2 separate regions of the Anas platyrhynchos genome follow, and region 2 is linked to region 1. The links are chromatin contacts, called in public Hi-C maps. All regions are on one chromosome and are shown on one strand. Each heading gives the region's core, a stretch centred on a gene start, on an enhancer-like site or on the middle of the called end of the contact. The rest is flanking DNA. Distances are from core to core; before and after follow the strand shown. Region 1 holds the start of ELOC (elongin C). Region 2 holds the start of RDH10 (retinol dehydrogenase 10).

Region 1 (4,171 bases), core at 786-3,285:
ATGATCAACTTTTTGGAAAGTGCAGGGCAGATAACACAAATGCCTTCACAATTCTTGGGTTAGTTGAGACATCAAATGTGAAATTTTCTGGGTGTCATTTGTATATCAGGAAGAGTTATTCAGTAAACAAAAGCTCTTGTGTGCTAGAACAATAGTCCCTTACTGTTTAATCCTAAACTCTAGTCCTATTCTGGATCCTATACTATTTAGTTTAAAAATAGAGCTCTTCAGGGCACACCAAAAAAAATTAAGTGTAAATAAGGATTGAAGCAGACCTAGAAAAACCATGAAAGAAAATTGGTACACGGCAATTTCCCAATCAGCTGGTTCACCATCCCATGCTTGTGCACTCCAGTTCCAACATTCAGGAAATGACAAACTGACAGGAGGTGCACTAAAGGTGTATGCTAGTTCAGACAAGCGGGAGATGAGCTAGGATGCTGTCTGTGCATGGAGTATCAAAGACCTCACTTTATTTAAGATATCCCTTATCAAATAAAACTTTCCAGTGATTCCCAAAAAAGGAAAAAAAAAAAAAAAAGGGTTATTGTTTTCTTCCTAACATACAATAGAAGTCCTGATTACTGTATACCTCTTGTTATTGGGGGGATAGCAAGCTGATAGCATATTCCATTTTTTTTCTTTATAGGGCACAGATCTCTGCCCTTTCATTACAAACATTCATCAAAACCTACTGTTATGCAAACTACCCTATAACAAAGATGACCGAATTCTGAACCCTTCCAGATAAACAAAAAGTTGTCTTACATCCAAATTCCTTTATTTCAGAATTACAAAAATGCTTAATCTGAAGCTAATTAAGTTTTTTGAAGGTATCAGTTTGTCCACACGCACAGCATAAGGGACATAAGCATGAAGACAAATATATCAGAAGAATAAAGAAGAAGGTGGGAGACAGAAGAATCATCTCAATAGAGAATCATCTGGATCTCCTCACCGTACCAGCATTAAGTCTTTGCATTAAGTCTTTACATTAAGACTGCAAGAAAGTAGCTAAATCTGTTCATCACCCATTCTAGTACGAACAAAAAATAAACCTCAAATGAATTTTCTCTGAATTAACAAGAGAAAACTGCCAAAAGTGTTTACAGTGTGTAAAGGTTATCTGTGTTAAGCTTCCCAGTGTTGATGGCAAATCTTAGGGAAAAAATTATTTACACTTCTTCAAAACACCGGACAGCTTATCCCCAGATGTATTAGGGAAAAACTAGCGCTTATCCTCTTCTAAGTAACTCTTGATTTAATGAACAGCGTTTTGCTCCCAGCAGTGTTTTTGTTTTTAGTATGTCAAAAAGAGGAAACTCGCGCACAGAAGGGGATATTCACAAACACGGGCACAAAGCTGCTCTTGCTCCGAAGGTGCCTCAGCTGTCTGCTACTTACATTTTCCTGGCCTCCTTCCAAACTGAACTTTTGCGAGCGACCCACGGCGAAGCAGAGTAAACAGAAAGCCCACGACTATTTAGGGCTTCCCTATCGCGCCGGGCTGCCTTAATATCGCGACATGCGACACCGAGCACCTTCCCTGATGCCACTTCAGGCAGCGCTGCGCCTTATAAGATAACGCCGGCTGCCGGAGGAGCCTGCTGGTGTCACCCCGTCCCTCCCCACGCCTGTACCCACACCCACGGACACCCCCCTCTCCTGGCAGCCCCATCCCCTCCCAACGAGCGCTGAGAGGAGCCGGGAAACGGCCACCGGGAAGCGGCCACCGACAACAGGCCCCCCCCCGGCGGCGGCCCTCACCCCTCCGGGAGGCTCCCCCCGGCCTCCAGCCCTCGCCTCCCTTAACCCCAGCACCGGGAGGGACCCGCCGGAGGCCGGGGCCCTGCCCCCGAGCTCCGGGAGGGCCCCGCGGGCTCCCCCCGGCCCCGCCGCCCCCTCACCCGTCGGCGCCGCTCCCTCCGCCCCGCTCGCAGGGCCCCCGCCGCCTCGGGCCGAGCGCTTCCGCCAGGGCACGGCGCAACTTCCGCTCCCCCCCTCCCCCCCAGCGCCCTGCCCTTGGAACAGGAGCGAGGCCGCGCGGCGGCGCGCAAGGCACGCTGGGGGATGTAGTTTCCCGGGGGGGCCGGGGGGCGGCCGCCATGTTAGGAGCGGGCCGGCTTTGCGCTGTGTCCTCCGCGGGTGCCGGGCGGTGCCGGCCTGCTGTGGGGGGCTGAACGCAGGGCCCGCCGCCATGCTGCTGCTCCGAGCCGCCGCCTGCTGCCGCAGGGCAGCCTCCGGCCCCGCCTGGCTGCGGGGGGCCGCCGCGCACCGAGGGCTGCCCGCTGCCTGCCGCCGCCGGGACAGCGCGGGGGGGTGGCAGGTAGGGGAGGGGAGGGGAGGGGGTGGGGGGGAGGTCGTGCAGCGGGGCTTGGAGGGTTACGGGTTTGGGAGGCCTCCACAAAGCAAGTGTAACGTTTGTACATCGCTGTGTCGATATCCAGCGCTGCTTTGGAATAACTAGTTGGGATATAGTGAAAATAGCCAATCGATACGTTATTTGGAATTTCTGCGTGCCTCGTGGCCTATACCCTGACTGTAATTCCTCGTTCAGGATGCCCTGGGGGTGGCTTCAGGACAAGGAGAAACCTTTGTGAAGTGGATTGGTACTGATGCTGCTTGCTCTCCTCTTCCAGGTTACGTCTTTTCAAGCGCTGGCTGTTCGCAGCCTCAGCACATCCGCCCCTGCTGACCACCCGGAGCATGGAAGATTACTTTATAAAGGAAACTTGGCAAAGGCGGTGTTAGGTATGTCACTTGAAGAGATTTACTCTTTCTTTAAATAACTTTAAAATTCAACGTTATAAAACTGAATGTTCTTCTTTCCATCTCTGCTAAAACCCAATTTTTGAGTACATCAAAAAAAAATATCTTGTTGTGTTGCTTTATTTTATGCTTCTGTACAGTGTAATGATTAATGTTAACAATTTTTCTATATTCTAATTAGTTTTAGGTCTGCAGGGAGTTATAATGGTACAGTGCAACTCCGTAATCCTTCAGCCTGCGTCTTTTTCTCTTGCAGCCTGTGGAGTGCATTTCTCAACCCAGGAGCAAACAGAGACCTGATATTTGCGTTCTGTATGCTTCTGAATGTTACTGAAATGCCTATGAAGTAGGCACAAGGACTGGGGGTGACGCACAGCAATGGTTATGGTCTTCTAAGCTGTATGCAAAGATGGCTGTGGAGTACTTGTATTATTATTATTATTATTATGTGGAGTACTAGTATTGATTAACCTAGATTTTTCAGCTTTCAACATAGTGGGGGGACCAATCAAACTTTTCTCTGTAAAGCCCACTGAATGTCTGCTTTGACTGTTGGGAAAGGGAGAAATGCCTGGCCATATCTGTGGTGATTACTCCTGCTTGTGAAGTGAAAACTTCATACTTGTGCCTAATTGCATAATCAAAGAATCACAGAATTTCTGAGTTCATCGTAGAAATGGAGCCAGCTGCTAGCTTTGATAAACCCAGTGTGAATGTATATACGAACCATAACAGTAGAAGGAAGAGAGTACTGAGTTTCCTGGTTCTTTGTAATGGCTTTTTGTATTGGAGAGTTTTTTTTAAAAAGTAGATTTTCAATAACTTTATTTATTCATGTAATGACATAAATTTATAGTAGCAGACCACGTGCAATTATAGAGATGATTTTACTTCTAAGTATTAACCTTGGTTTTCTCTTCTTGTTTTATGTAGGTGTGAGGTTTTTCTCTTACTCCACCAGCATATTCAACCTGTTCATGGTGCCCTACATCATGCTCAAAACTGGCATTGGATTTGATAGCCTGCTTATACAAGCTGCATTTTATGGGTTGATAGGGTTTTTTACATTTGTAACACCAGTCACTTTGCATATCCTTACAAAAGGCTATGTGATTCGACTCTATTATAAGGAGGAAATGGACACCTATACAGCTATTACGTACAATGCAATCTTGACAGAGAAAGTGACTGTCTTCCAGCAGAAAGATGTGAAGATTCCAGACATCACCAAGATGTTTACAACGTTTTATGCTAAAACTAAATCAATGCTTGTTAATCCGCTGCTTTTCCAGAATCCTGAGGATTTTAACCGTCTCATGGGCTATGACAAATCCTTATATTTTGATTTTGAGGAGGAAAAGGAAAACAGTGAAAGTAAATAACTTGAAGATCAGGAATATCA
Region 2 (4,435 bases), core at 385-2,884, 300 kb before region 1:
TTGTAACTTACCGGAATTTAAAGCTATTAAATGCTTCGAAAGCTACAATACCAGCATTTACAAGACAGTAACGACTCCCTCCCTCCCTTCCACCTCACCACAGGCCACCGGGGCAGCCACCGCCGCCAGCAGACGGGACGGAGCGGGTTGCGGCCGCATCCCCGCCGCTCCCCACCCTCCTACTCATCCCGCTCGGTGCCGGCAGAGCCCCCGCGGCCGGGCAGCGTCCCGCCGTCAGCCCAAAGGAGGCCGCGGCCGCGGATGGCGGCGGATGGCAGCGAGGCGCCGCGGGTACTCACTCCTTGTCCGCCATCTTCAGCGCCGGAAGAGAGAGGGCGGGCGCATGCGCAGGGCCGCCTAAAGCCTCCCGCCTGCTCGGCAGGGCTTTGAGCGCTGGAAGGACCCCGGCTTTGGGGTGGCCGCGGAGCTGCCTGATAGCGGCGTGTAGGGAGGAGTGGCCAGGGAGTGCCTGAGTGGCTCGGCGGGGCACGTCGCTTTTTTTTTTTATTTTTTTAATTTAGAAAGTTGCTCCGTGCTTGTTACTACATACGTTGTTAAAATCGCCTTTGGAGGAACTAGTCCTGGCGTACGCGTGCAGGAGAAGTGGCAGAACTTGGAGCAGCAAAGAACTGTTCGGTGTGGCAATAAAAGAGCGGGCAGCCGGGCTGAGGGCGGTCGGCATCTGCTGGGTTATTTGCTGCCTGCGTACAGAGGTGCCGGGTGGCAGCTGCATTAGCGATGATGTTCGTAGAATAGCGTTGTTTTGTTCTAACGCAGCAGCTCGTGTCATTTGGTCTCGTTAAAGCTGTAACGAATGGGGTGATTAAAACCTATCAGCTCACAAATAGATAATAAAAGACTTAAAATACCTTAAGTATAAGGAATTATAGATTCATAGAATGGTTTGGGTTGGAAGGGACGTTAAAGACCACCCAGTTCCAACTCCCTGCCATGGGCAGGGACACCTCCCACCAGCCCAGGCTGCCCAAAGCCCCATCCAGCCTGGCCTTGGGCACCTCCAGGGATGGGGCAGCCACAGCTTCTCTGGGCAGCCTGTGCCAGGGCCTCACTGCTCTCTGAGTGAAGAATTTCTTCCTAACGTCTCATCTAAACCTCTCCTCTTTTAGTTTGAAACAGTTCCGCCTCGTCCTGTCTGAGCAAAGAGCCGCCCTTCATCTTTTTTATAAGTCCCCTTTAAGCACCGAAAAGATTTTGCACTCTTTTAACGAAGAGATTTCACTTTATCCACCGAGAAGAAAAAAAAACAGCTCAGGACGCGGGCACCCAGATCTCTCTAGGAGAAACCAGACCCACGCCACCGCATCCCCACCTCCACCTCCCCGTCAACTCCCCCAAACCCCGCACCCCGAACCTCGCCTCAAGATGGCGCTGCGGGGGCGGCGCGGTGCACGCCGGGACATGTAGTCCCTGAGGGGTGGGGGACACCGGCACCGGCTCCGCCTCGCAGCCGCCGGCCCCCGAGCGGCGGGGCTGGGCTGGGCTGGGCTGGGCTGGGCGGGGGTGTGGGGGTCCCGGGAAGGCGGAGCGGCCCGGGGGAGGGCCGGGGAGCCGGGGAGGAGGAGCCCTCCCGCCCGCCCGGCCCGCCCTATATAGGGCGCCGAGCGAGCAAGATGCTCACTGCCAGCAGCGGGGCCGCGGGCGGTCGGGGCGGGCGGCTGGAGCCGTGCTGGGGCTCGTTCCCCGGGCTGGCTGTGCGGGGCCGGGGCGGCGGTGCCGGGCTCCGTGCGGGGCGTCCCGTCCCGTGCCGTGCCGTGCCGGGCTCCTGATCGCAGGCGGGGGCGGCCCCGGGTGTCGGAGCCGCGCGGCGGGGGCTCGGGGCCGGCAGCATGAACATCCTGCTGGAGCTCTTCGTGGTGACCTTCCGGGTGCTCTGGGCTTTCGTGCTGGCCGCCGCCAAGTGGCTGGTGCGGCCCAAGGAGAAGAGCGTGGCCGGGCAGGTGTGCCTCATCACCGGGGCGGGCAGCGGCCTGGGCCGCCTCTTCGCCCTCGAGTTCGCCCGGCGCCGGGCGCTGCTGGTGCTGTGGGACATCAACACGCAGAGCAACGAGGAGACGGCGGGCATGGTGCGGCACATCTACCGCGAGCTCGCCGAGACCGCCAGCGCACCCAAAGGTAAGCGGGGGGGTCCCCCACGATGTCCCCCGCAGCTCACCTGTGCCTCTTCCCTTCCCCTTCCCGCAGCCGCCGTGCCCGAGGGTCCCCCCCGGGCATGGGGCAGCTCCAGGAGGGCACGGGGCGTCCTTCAGACCTGGCAGCGACAGCAAAACTCTGAGTTCTTCGTCCTTCCCCGTGGCACCGCTGTGCCCAAGTTTATTGAGCCCGATGGAAGCCGGCTCGCGCTTTCCGCTCAACTCTCAGTTCGCCTCTTGGAACCCAAGTAAGGCTCCTGTTGTTCTCTTGTCTGTGTTCCTTAGTAGATGGAGAAAAAGATGCGCTGCCCCATTGCGGCTTGCAGGTTTACACGTACACCTGCGATGTGGGCAAGAGAGAAAATGTCTACTCGACAGCAGAGAGGGTCCGCAAAGAGGTTGGCGAGGTGTCTGTCCTGGTTAACAACGCCGGCGTGGTCTCCGGGCACCATCTCCTGGAGTGTCCCGATGAGCTTATCGAGAGGACCATGATGGTCAACTGTCACGCACATTTCTGGGTAACTATAAACTTCTTTCTGCTGCCCTTTTTGTCACTTAATTTTAGGAAATTAACTGTTGTTGCCTAACTCCTGTCTTCTTGGGTTTTGCACTTGTTCCCTTTAATCTGCAAGCTGGCTACTTTGCAGGTTTCTTATTCTTTAATTTAACTTTCTGTCTAGCAGGAATGGTGGGTATTACAGTTATTAATAAATAGCCCTAAATCAACAATGTCCTCCTAGAATCTGGAGTTTAAAATCTCATGCCCTCTTATGTAGTCCTGGGCATGAAGTCTTTTGCAACCGTAACCTCTGAATCTGCTTAAAGGTTGCTACTGTTAATGAATGACTTCACTCCCCTCCTCCTGTAGCTTTATACTAGTACGTTAGCAGCTTTAAAATGCTGTTTTAATAATGGTTACAGTAGTGAACTTAAACACTTCTGGAAAAAAAATACTTATTAAAAAATCTGTTGGAAATCTTGCTTAAATTGCCTTGGAGGCAAACCCTTCCTTTTGAAGGCTGAGAGTAAAGGCAAAAGATCTCTCAAGAAATCAAGCCAAGAACACTCTTTCAGGAATTCTGCGTATTTGTCCTCATAGCTCTATCCTGGGGCTGCCAGTGGAAGTAAGAGAAACCTTTAAAGTGGATTCTGAGGTGATACTGTCTTTGTAAGTAGCAGTTACTAATTAAGGAGAAGTTATCTGATCTCATTCTTCTTTTCTCCCTAAGTCCTGTTTTCATGTGTGTTTTATTTTTAAGCTCACTGTAGTGTGGAGTTATATAAATTACTATGTCGAAGGAGGGCACAATGCACACTTGGGTTAGCATTAGCTGTCAGATCGAGCCTATTGTTAGTATTAGAACTGTTCTTTGGTCCCTCAAATAAGGTTATGAAATACACTTGCATAACAATCAAAGGATTAGGCAATCTGAAATATACTTCAACTTGAGCTTTCTTGTCTGTTCTTACCTTTTTGATAATAAAATTCTGTATAATTCCTCATCTTCAAAACTTAGACGGACCTATCAGACCTGGGTTTCTAATGTGGAGGCTTCAAGCTGTTTCATAACCCTAAAGGAGCCCCCTTCAAATCTGTTCTGTGAAACACTTAATGGCAGAGCAGTCTTTTTCCAATGTATTGTAAAGCATTGCTGAGAGAATGCTTAAACTTCAATGCACATGAGATTGTGTTTAGAAACTCCTAAACCTTAAAGTATGTTTTAAGGCAATTTGGAAAGTGATGAAAATGCTCATAGGACTTCCTACAACAGCTAAAAGTTCTGCATGTTCCCCTTTATAAAAGTTAAGCTGATGCTTAAGCAAACAGAGATGTACACTAGATTTAATGACTGTTATTGATGTGGTTTAAAAGCAGAATTGACAAAGTTTCCAAGAACTCTAAATTATGACATCACCATGAATTAAAATATGGGAGGATCCTAAATTTTCCAGCTGTTCTTCCTTCAGGCCGAAGTCATACACTTATTTATAACATTGTTTCAGAGACCTTTATAAAGCACCCTGTGTGTTCTGTCTTTTTACAGTAATATAAAACTAAACTTAGTCTAGGATCACTATGATTGTTTTTCCATAAGTTTCATTCATCTCTAAATGTTAGTGTAAAGTGACTTTAATTTTTTTTAAATCCAAAAAGGTATGGTTAGATCTGAACTGTGAAAATTCATGCCTTGGCATAAGCTTCTAAGGAGCAGTCAACACCCTTTATATTTACTTGAGGATCTGTTCATACGTATGCTTCCTGCAGATCCTGTGTCCTGCTTTGC

What was found. A called contact is a pair of places that touch in the nucleus more often than the background predicts.
Region 2: a Hi-C map of subcutaneous adipose tissue shows a contact between it and region 1, with 2.3 times the contacts expected there. The contact joins the promoter of RDH10 here to the promoter of ELOC in region 1. A contact is called at or near these places in 3 of 8 Hi-C or Micro-C datasets (liver, skeletal muscle and subcutaneous adipose tissue).

The regions. Positions count from the first base shown.
Region 1 is chr2:33,050,230-33,054,400 of IASCAAS_PekinDuck_T2T, reverse strand. ELOC (elongin C) reads right to left here and starts at 2,035. Exons shown (of 4, transcript XM_027452362.3): 1 at 1,908-2,035. TMEM70 (transmembrane protein 70) reads left to right here and starts at 2,058. Exons shown (of 3, transcript XM_027452361.3): 1 at 2,058-2,326; 2 at 2,640-2,751; 3 at 3,703-4,171. The coding sequence starts at 2,198. The coding sequence ends at 4,151.
Region 2 is chr2:33,352,897-33,357,331 of IASCAAS_PekinDuck_T2T, reverse strand. It overlaps RDH10 (retinol dehydrogenase 10), which reads left to right and starts at 1,634. Exons shown (of 6, transcript XM_027452352.3): 1 at 1,634-2,133; 2 at 2,439-2,668. The coding sequence starts at 1,848. It overlaps RPL7 (ribosomal protein L7), which reads right to left and starts at 448. Exons shown (of 7, transcript XM_005021215.5): 1 at 300-448. The coding sequence starts at 313.